Linked DNA regions of Sus scrofa: all the other regions are linked to region 2. The links are chromatin contacts, called in public Hi-C and HiChIP or PLAC-seq maps. All regions are on one chromosome and are shown on one strand. The core of a region is the stretch at or near the end of the contact, and the rest is flanking DNA. Distances in the headings are between cores, read along the strand shown. Region 1 has its middle 57 kb from the start of ZDHHC7. Region 2 overlaps USP10 (ubiquitin carboxyl-terminal hydrolase 10). Region 3 overlaps TLDC1 (TLD domain-containing protein 1).

Region 1 (2,700 bases), core at 169-2,668, 180 kb before region 2:
TATACAAACAACTCATACAACTCAACAAAAAACCAAACCACCCAATTGAAAAAGGGGCAGAGGACCTAAAGAGACATTTCTCCAAAGAAATCAAACAGATGGCCAGCAGGCACACGAAAAGATGTTCAACGGAACTAATTATTAGAGAAATGCCAATTAAAACTACTATGAGGTGCCAGTCAGAAAGGCCATCATGAATAAGTCCACAAATAGCAAATGCTGGAGGGGGTGTGGAGAAAAGGGAACCCTCCTGCCGTGTTGCTAGGAATGCAAACTCATACAACCACTGTGGAAAACAGTACGGAGGTACCTTAGAAAATTACACATACAACTACCATATGACCCAGCAATCCCACTCTTGGGCATCTATCCAGACAAAAAGATATATGTTCACTGCAGCACTATTCACAATAGCCAAGACATGGAAACAACCCAAATGTCCATCAACAGAGGAAGAGATTCAGAAGATGTGGTATATATACACAATGGAATATTATTCAGCCATAAAAAAGGACAAAGTAGTGCTACTTGCAGCAACATGGATGGAACTAGAGAGTCTCATACTAAGTGAAGTGAGTCAGAAAGAGAAAGACAAACACCATATGAGATCACTTATATGTGGAGTCTAAAATATGGCACAAAAGATCTACCTATAAAACAGAGCCAAATCATGGACATGGAGGGCAGATTTGTGTGTGCAGGGGGGAGGAGGGAAGGGGGGATGGACGGGGAGTTTGGGGTCGGTAGATGCAGACTGTTGCATTTAGGACGGATGGGTGATGGGGTCCGGCTGCGCAGTGCAGGGAGCCGTGTGGCTGGGGGCGGTGGCTGGGTCACCTCGCTCTACAGCAGAAATTGAAGGAACACTATAAATCAACTATCATTAAAAAGAAAAAACGAAAACTCAAAAACGTTATTCTGCTCAAAGCTGTTTACACCTTTGTAGTCATTCTCCTCCGCCCTGAGCAACAAGGCACATTTCGTAGCCTGGTGGTGAAAGCAGAAGGGGTGCTGAGGGGGCCTCCCCAAGAAAATTACTGGGCTATTTCTCCGTCTTCTTTCTCTGTAGAAATAAAGCCAGTCACCAGCAAGGAGCGGAGCCTATTCACGGGAACAAAACGTCTCTACAAGTGGGCGGGTGCCTGGTCTCTGTGGAAGGGCAGATACTGAGGCCTGGGGAGAGAAAAGGGGTTCAAGGGGTGACTCGGGGCCCCCACCCCACCCCTTTGGCTCTGTCATACTCTCCAAAAGGGAAGGGGAAAAACATCTCCCCTTTCCAAAACATTCACTTGGCTCCACGGATCCTGTCTGAAACGAAGAAAATAAAGCAGAAAAACAGCTGATAAACGTCTCCTGCTCGAGGCTGTCCTTTGAGGCAGAACCCAAGCCGTGACTCATCCCTGCCTGTGATAAGCATTTGCACTTTCCCGCAGACACAGGCCACAGGCCCACGGATCCCCGACTTGGGGTTTATCTGCCTTCGGTGATGTGGGGAATGGGCGCCGCCGTCATTTTGTCCCTCCCGGTGGGTGTCTGTCGTCGGAACACTCACGAGCACAGCCCTGTAAGTCTGAGGTTACCCAGGATGGGCCCCTCCCTCCCCGTGCTCTGAAGTCAGACCCAGACCAGGCACCCGCTGGAGAGCACCCAGGCCAGCCTGGCCTCTCGCTGTCTGTGTCTGTCCGCCGTCTCCGGGACGGCGTGGCTTGGTGGCATGCCATGTGGGAGGCTGGCCCCTGTGAGCTGTGTCCACCAGCAGGAGCGGGGCGGGCAGTCGCAGAAGGATTCTATCCGCAGGCCCTCCAGGGAGGCTGGGAACCCAGCCCGGGCCAAGTCCTCGAGCCTTCAAGAGGTCACTCCTCGCACGGCCACCAGAGGGCGCTGCCCAGCACCCCCGCGCCACTCCCTTCTGACCGCTTCCAGGGCTCGCCAGGGTCTGGGGATACAGGCCTTGTCAACCCGCTGACAAGGCCGAGCAGGATCTGGCTGCTGACCTTTCTGGCTTCATCTCGCTCTCCGTGCTCTCTGCTCCCGCAGCTCCTGGAGAGGACACCGCCTGCCTCCACGGGGCTTTTGCCATCGCCCTGCCCCCTGGTCAGAGGCCAGCTGTCCTCAAGCATCAGCTCATCCCCAGGAGGTCACGAGGCCCTGGGTGGCGCCCTGGAGCCCTGCATTATTGGCAGCCTTGGCCAAGGATGCAATGAAATGGTTAATTCTGCCACGGCTCATCCACAGCCTGGGTCCCGAGCTGCACCATCAGCGTCAGAGTCTCCCTTGTCTACGGCTGACCCCCAGGGCCACACAATGCCCACAGTGCCATGATGGCAGACGTTAGTGATGGTCACCGGGCATCTCTGGACCTCTCTTCTGGGCACCTGGCGGGACTGCAGTTGCACTTTCCAGCCCCTGGTGGCGGGGACGTGTCACTCCCAGGGTGAAAGACTTTAATTGCCAATGCAACCCTGAGGTTCAGCCGAGGCGGTGGCTGCTCCTTCAGCTGGGGTGGCCCAGTGCCAGTGACAATAAGAACTCCCCTGCCCCCCACCCCCCGGGGCAGCGCTGTCACTTATCACCTGTGTGACCCCATCACCTACTCCTGACACAGACACACCCCGACACACTCAGAAACCCACAGACACATGCACGCACTAGAACAGTGCCTGGCACACAGTCAGCAAAAGAGTAAACCCTTAAATTGTA
Region 2 (2,700 bases), core at 168-2,667:
ACGCTGTAAAGACCAGTAGGTCAGAGAACAGTACTGCATCTGTGCAGACTTATGACGAGATGACTGTCCCCTGAGGTTATGTAAGAGAACGTTCCGGTCACAGGAAATACGCCTTCAAGCTGATAGGGGTGCAGGGTCACCAGCTATGTCACCAATCCTCCCTCAAATCTCAAAGGGTGGAAAAAGGGTCTGTGTGTTCGTGCACGTGTGCGGAGTCTGGGAATTTGTGGAGCGAGAGCTTAAGGGCACACAAATGATTAAGCAAGTGAGGTCCAACCGTAACAGGTCAATGTGAATAAAAAAGCAACTTTGATAAATTTGAAATCATTTCCAAATAGTTGTGTTTTTTGTGTTTTTTCTCTTTTTTTGGTCTTTTTAGGGCCGCACCAGTGGCATATGGAGGTTCCCAGGCTGGGGTCGAATGGGAGCTGTAGCCACCCGCCTACACCACAGCCAGTGCACCGAGGGATCCAAGCCACGTCTGCGACCCACACCGAAGCTCACAGAAACGCAGGATCCTTAACTCGCTGCACGAGGCCAGGGATCAAACCTGAGTCGTCATGGATGCTAGTCAGATTACTTAACCGCTGAGCCACAGCGGGAACTCCCAAGATAGTTTTTTGGCTTTTTTTTTTTTTTTAAGCTAAAGCTGAAAATAGTTGTGATGAAATTTCTTACCCTCTCTTTATATGTGTGTGAAGTATTTCCCTTCCTCTGGAGAATTAACACACTTTAAAGTCTGTTTTTAGGAGTTCCCGTCGTGGCTCAGTGGTTAACGAATCCGACTAGGAACTATGAGGTTGCAGGTTCGATCCCTGGTCTTGCTCAGTGGGTTAAGGATCTGGCGTTCCCGTGAGGTGTGGTGTAGGCTGCAAATGAGGCTCGGATCCTGCGTTGCTGTGGCTGTGGTGTAGGCCGGAGGCTGCAGCTCCAATTAGACCCCTAGCCTGGGGACCTCCATATGACGTTGGAGTGATCCTAGAAAAGGCAAAAAGACCAAAAAATAAATAAATAAAGTCTGTTTTTAGGAAAAACAGGGTTTAAAAAAAAATGAAAGAAAAGGCTTTTGTACCTGATTTCACAGAATTTATAAGCTAGTGGGGGGAAAATGCCCCTGACCACATGAATCTGTCCTCCAGGAGCAGAGCCAGCTGAAAGCCAGGACAGTGAAGGGGGCAGCCACGCCCAGGGCAGGCCCGGCCCACCCAGGCCGAAGTGACTGTTTACACGGTGCTAAGAGCTCTAGGCCTCCCTCGGCTGTAAGGCAAGCCCGCAGAGTTCCCTAGGTCTGAAGGGCTGCCCAGCAGAGGAAGGTGAATAAACGAGTTACAAGTGGGAGCAAGCAACCCCAAATGCTCCTCACAAACCCTCCTCTCCCCCCACCCCGGGGGGGGGGGGGGGGGCTGTGGCCGCTGCAGGGAAGGCCAGCGGGGGTGGGACACAGCCCAGGGCCTGGGAAATGGTGCAGCTCTAGGCTGAGCCAGGAACAAAGCCCAGCTCCAGCTTTCTGATCTCCCACAGTTCACGTTTGATCATTTTAGGATCCTTTCTAGAATGAACATGAAAAGTATATCTAAAAGAAACACATCTGGCAGACGGGGCCAACCCACAGCACGGTCAGGGTGCAGACACGACGCCGCTCGGGGCGGCGCAGCTGGGCGGGGCCGCTCTGGTCTTCGGGGGAGACGGAGGCCTGGTCCCCCGGCTGCGCCGCTGGCTAAAGGGCAGGCAGAACGGGAAACACCGGTGTTTGTGCCACAGGCAGAGCAAAGACCCAATCTCAGCCCAAGGGAGGCCGGGCGAAGGAAGACATCTGCCCGCACGGCCCACAGATCTCCAGAGAGGCCACGAAGCCTCGGCAAAGAGCGCTTTCCGCCCCAAGAGGAGAAACGGACAGAGGGCGACCACCACGGCCGGGCGCCAGGGGGCGCTGGAGCGCAGCGCGGAGCCTTCCGCTCAACTCCCAAAGCCTGAGCCCTAGAAAGGGCAGTAACTGGGCAGGGGCCCCCCAGTCGAGGCCCCCTGCCTTCGAAAGGACTGGGGATGTGGGAGATCAGCCCCTGAGGTAAAAGCACTAACACAGGTCTGACCAAGAAACTCTGCTGTGTGTGCACACGGTGCCGCCCTGGCTCCAGGGCATCGGAGCCCGGCCCCAGGGACAGCATCCCCGGGACAGACAGGAGCAGGCTGGGCCTCACAGGGTTCAATGACCGAACCACACACAGCGACAAGAGGGAGAAGCACAAAGTCTTTCCCAACCCAAGGAAATTGAATTTGGGAGATAGGAGGCAACGGAAAGGGCTAATAAACGGCTCCGAGTGATAAAAGCTTTAATCTCATCTCTCAAGTGAGGATATGCCAAACTATACAACCTCCAAAGTCCTTCCCAGCTCCCAGAAGACCTCCCAGGCGGAACCAGGACTATGGAACGGGTTCAGAAACGTCCTTAGACTAACACGGGCAACCACGTGGATGGACCCTGAACACATCACACTGGGTGAAAGAGGCCACACGCTGCCGGAGTCCATCCATGTGAAACGTCCAGGGGGGGCCACTCCCTGGAGACAGAGCAAACCGGCTGCCAGGCTGGGGGGGGGGGGTAGGGAGTCACGCCTGATGGGCGTGGAGTTTCTTTCCGCAGTAATGAAATGTTCTAAGATTGACTGCTAAGAGCTAACCGCACACCTCTGTGACTATTTT
Region 3 (2,700 bases), core at 181-2,680, 160 kb after region 2:
CCGGAGCTGTGGGTCTGGACCCCCTCAGATGGGGGTGGGCAAGCTTGTCGGGGGAAGGTGGAAGAGCCTCGTGGAGAAGGGACCCTGTGGCCAGGGTGGCATCAGCTAGGCCTGGTGGACATTGATGGCTGGGGTTTAGCGGTCCCCAGCGACGGGGGCCCGCAGCCTGAAGGGGCCTGGGGGGCTCTGCAGGGTGCAGCCTGTGGATGGGCCGCAGCGGCGTCAGGCCGTGGAAAGCTTCATGAAATGATCATGAGGTCACAATTCATAATGCATGAGGGGTCGGGTGGGGGCCGCTCGCCGCACACAGGCCCTTTGTTCCCGGCGGGGCCGCCGAGCGCTTTCCTCGTAATCATCTCAGAGGAAGGAAGCGGAGAAGATTGATCTCCCAGAGTCTGATCCGCTTCCTTTGGGGCGGCTGCTCTCTGTCCCGCACAGAACTCTGAAGGCGCCCCAGAGATGCTTTGCTGTGAGTCACGAGGGACAGATGCTGAAGATACATAGCTCGTTTACAGAGTCTTAGAAAACGCACGTTCGTGTGTGTGTGTGTGTGTGTGTGTGTGTGTGTGTGTGTGTGTGTGTGTGTAGCTTCTTCCCAGACCAGCCATCTCACAGATCTCTGTATTGTTCACCCAGCCTCTTTGTGGAGCTGTGTTTGTTTCTTTCAGTTTGGTTTATTTTTAAATTGGAGAAGAAGGGAAAGGGCGTGAGGAGATAGGATTTGCTCAGATCAATAGCTCAGCGGGAAATGGACTTAAGGTCAAAGGTCAACTAATCCATCACCAAAGGGGTTTTGAGGCGCTGCTGCCTAGAAGGGAAGTTTATGGGAGAGTGAGCACGAGGTGGTGAAGCCATAAATTCCGGGCCGCTGCAGCCAGGGGGCTGGTGACTGCATGTCACGGGAAGTTTCAGGGCAGATTTGTTTCTTGCCAACTGCTGACTCTTGTTTTCTGCTTTCTGGAAGCCAGTGTGGGTGGGACCCTGCCCCCTGGGCCGGAACGGAGCGCACCACGGCTGCACACTTGACCCTGCTGGGCCAATCAGCATCTCTGCCCCATGAAACTCCATCAGGCCGGTTCTGGAGCGGAGGAGGCGAAATCCTGGGTGGGGCCAGCAGCCGAGCCGTCTTGCTCAGAGAGCCAGTGAGGTGGGGTGCAGGAAGCGGAGCTCGAGGGGGAGGCGGGGAGAGAAAGGGAAGGAAACCTCCTGGTTTTCCAGGCTCTGCTTCCAGTGCGCTGAGGCCCAACCACATTCTCGTCTTTGGGGTCTCTGAGACGCCCCCTTGACCTTCCAGTAAATCTCCTTTGGTAACTGAAGTTTCTAGAATGGCTTTATGCAGGACCCGCCACGTAATGCTGGGGGCTTAGTGCGAAGGAAACCGTGGGGCCCCCTGTTCCACCATTTGTAAGAATTTTAAGGTGGCGACAACAGCATGAAACTGATGGGGGCGCTCCTAGGCCGGGCCCTGTGACTGTGCTCACAGAGCCAGCCCTGGGTTTGTGTTACCTGCAACCAAAAGAGTTGTGAGCCAGCCAGCCAGACCTGGCCAGAAAGGTGCTCTTCCCACGCAAAGAGAAGGTATTTCAAAAGTCTTCCCAGAACCACATCAGGGGCAGCCACAGGCTGGGAAACGAGAATAGACAGAAAAAGTCCAGGAGGACTGAATAAAATGAAGGCAGAGGCACTCCCAGGGCAGGATGTCTAGCGGGGAGCCCGGGGGTGGGGTGGGCGCTGGGAGCAAACGCCTTTCAGTTCTGTGCTGCTGGGTGCCTGCAGACAGAGCCCGTGGCCCAGGGGAGGAGTGGGGTGAGGGCCGAGCAGGGCAGCCCGGTGCCCCAAAGGGGTCCCCACACTGCATGGCGGCGCAGAGGGGTGTCTGGACCAGGTCAGAGCAAGGAGAACTTTCTCTTCGCCTGGTCCGGGTGAGGGGCCCCATCGCCAGTGCCGGGAACGGGGCCGCAAAGCACCATGGGCAGCTCAGAACCGCGTCTGCACGTCTGTCCTTAGGTGTCGATTGCTTTGTTTAATCAACCGAGGAACTAGCCGAATCCTGTTCTCATCTCTGCCATGAGTTCAGATCTTCCCGTTCCATGTGGACCCCGAAAGGCCCATCTCTAAATGCCATCCCATTTGGGGGTTAAGGCTCCAAGAGGGATTCTGAGGAGACACAGGACTTTCAGACGATCGTATCCAGCCGTGGGCCTTTCCTGTAAGACCTGGCCGCGTGTCCTGACTCCGTCACTGTAAACACATCTTCACTGTGGCAGTAACGCTACTGAAACCCACCAGTTCTTCCAGCGGGTCTGTGAATGTGGGCGTGGTCTTGCGGGACCCCCCCGCCAGCCCCGAGGCACAATGGGTGTGTGTGTGATGTCTTGCTTTTTGTTTCGGGAAGGTAGGTCCGTCACTTTGACAAGGAACAAGTCAGTTGGCTTTAAGATTCTGTCCCCCGAATGCACAGCCATGATGTTGCTTTAGCCACGAGATCGCGTTCTCGGAGTCCCAGCCACGGTTTCCAGCAGCTGCTCAGGCAGGTGGCTTCCTCCCCACTCCTGACCCTTGGCTCTGACATCCCTCCCGATGACACGATGGCCCGAACCCTCCCCCGCCTCTCCTTCCACCACTGCAGCCAGGAAGCGGCTGGGGTGCCCAGAGCAGGGCCTCGCCTGGGCAAGGGAAGCCGGAAGCCAGACTCCAGAA

Evidence for each region. Hi-C and Micro-C count contacts between places; a contact is called where the count stands out from the background. HiChIP or PLAC-seq counts read pairs in DNA pulled down with a chosen protein or histone mark.
Region 1: a Hi-C map of retroperitoneal adipose tissue shows a contact between it and region 2, with 1.7 times the contacts expected there. The contact joins two enhancer-like sites. A contact is called at or near these places in 5 of 47 Hi-C or Micro-C datasets (embryonic fibroblasts, heart right ventricle, retroperitoneal adipose tissue and 1 more) and 1 of 2 datasets of contacts at active chromatin or transcription factors (alveolar macrophages).
Region 3: a contact with region 2 is called in an H3K27ac HiChIP or PLAC-seq map of alveolar macrophages. The contact joins two enhancer-like sites. A contact is called at or near these places in 4 of 47 Hi-C or Micro-C datasets (embryonic fibroblasts, fetal heart ventricle, omental adipose tissue and 1 more) and 1 of 2 datasets of contacts at active chromatin or transcription factors (alveolar macrophages).

Annotation. Positions count from the first base shown.
Region 1 is chr6:3,841,918-3,844,617 of Sscrofa11.1, forward strand. No RefSeq gene overlaps it. Among named protein-coding and RNA genes, the nearest start is that of ZDHHC7, 57 kb to the left of the region's middle. Within about 2 kb of position 1,419, at least 38 of the 83 cell types and tissues checked have an H3K27ac peak or open chromatin away from gene starts, as enhancers often do. A contact at or near this core is called in retroperitoneal adipose tissue and subcutaneous adipose tissue, where this site is marked.
Region 2 is chr6:4,017,589-4,020,288 of Sscrofa11.1, forward strand. All of the region lies in intron 1 of USP10 (ubiquitin carboxyl-terminal hydrolase 10), which reads right to left. Among named protein-coding and RNA genes, the nearest start is that of USP10, 25 kb to the right of the region's middle. Within about 2 kb of position 1,418, at least 45 of the 83 cell types and tissues checked have an H3K27ac peak or open chromatin away from gene starts, as enhancers often do. A contact at or near this core is called in alveolar macrophages, embryonic fibroblasts, omental adipose tissue and 2 more, where this site is marked.
Region 3 is chr6:4,176,216-4,178,915 of Sscrofa11.1, forward strand. The region is part of intron 1 of TLDC1 (TLD domain-containing protein 1); the gene reads left to right. Among named protein-coding and RNA genes, the nearest start is that of TLDC1, 7.7 kb to the left of the region's middle. Within about 2 kb of position 1,431, at least 54 of the 83 cell types and tissues checked have an H3K27ac peak or open chromatin away from gene starts, as enhancers often do. A contact at or near this core is called in alveolar macrophages, embryonic fibroblasts, omental adipose tissue and 1 more, where this site is marked.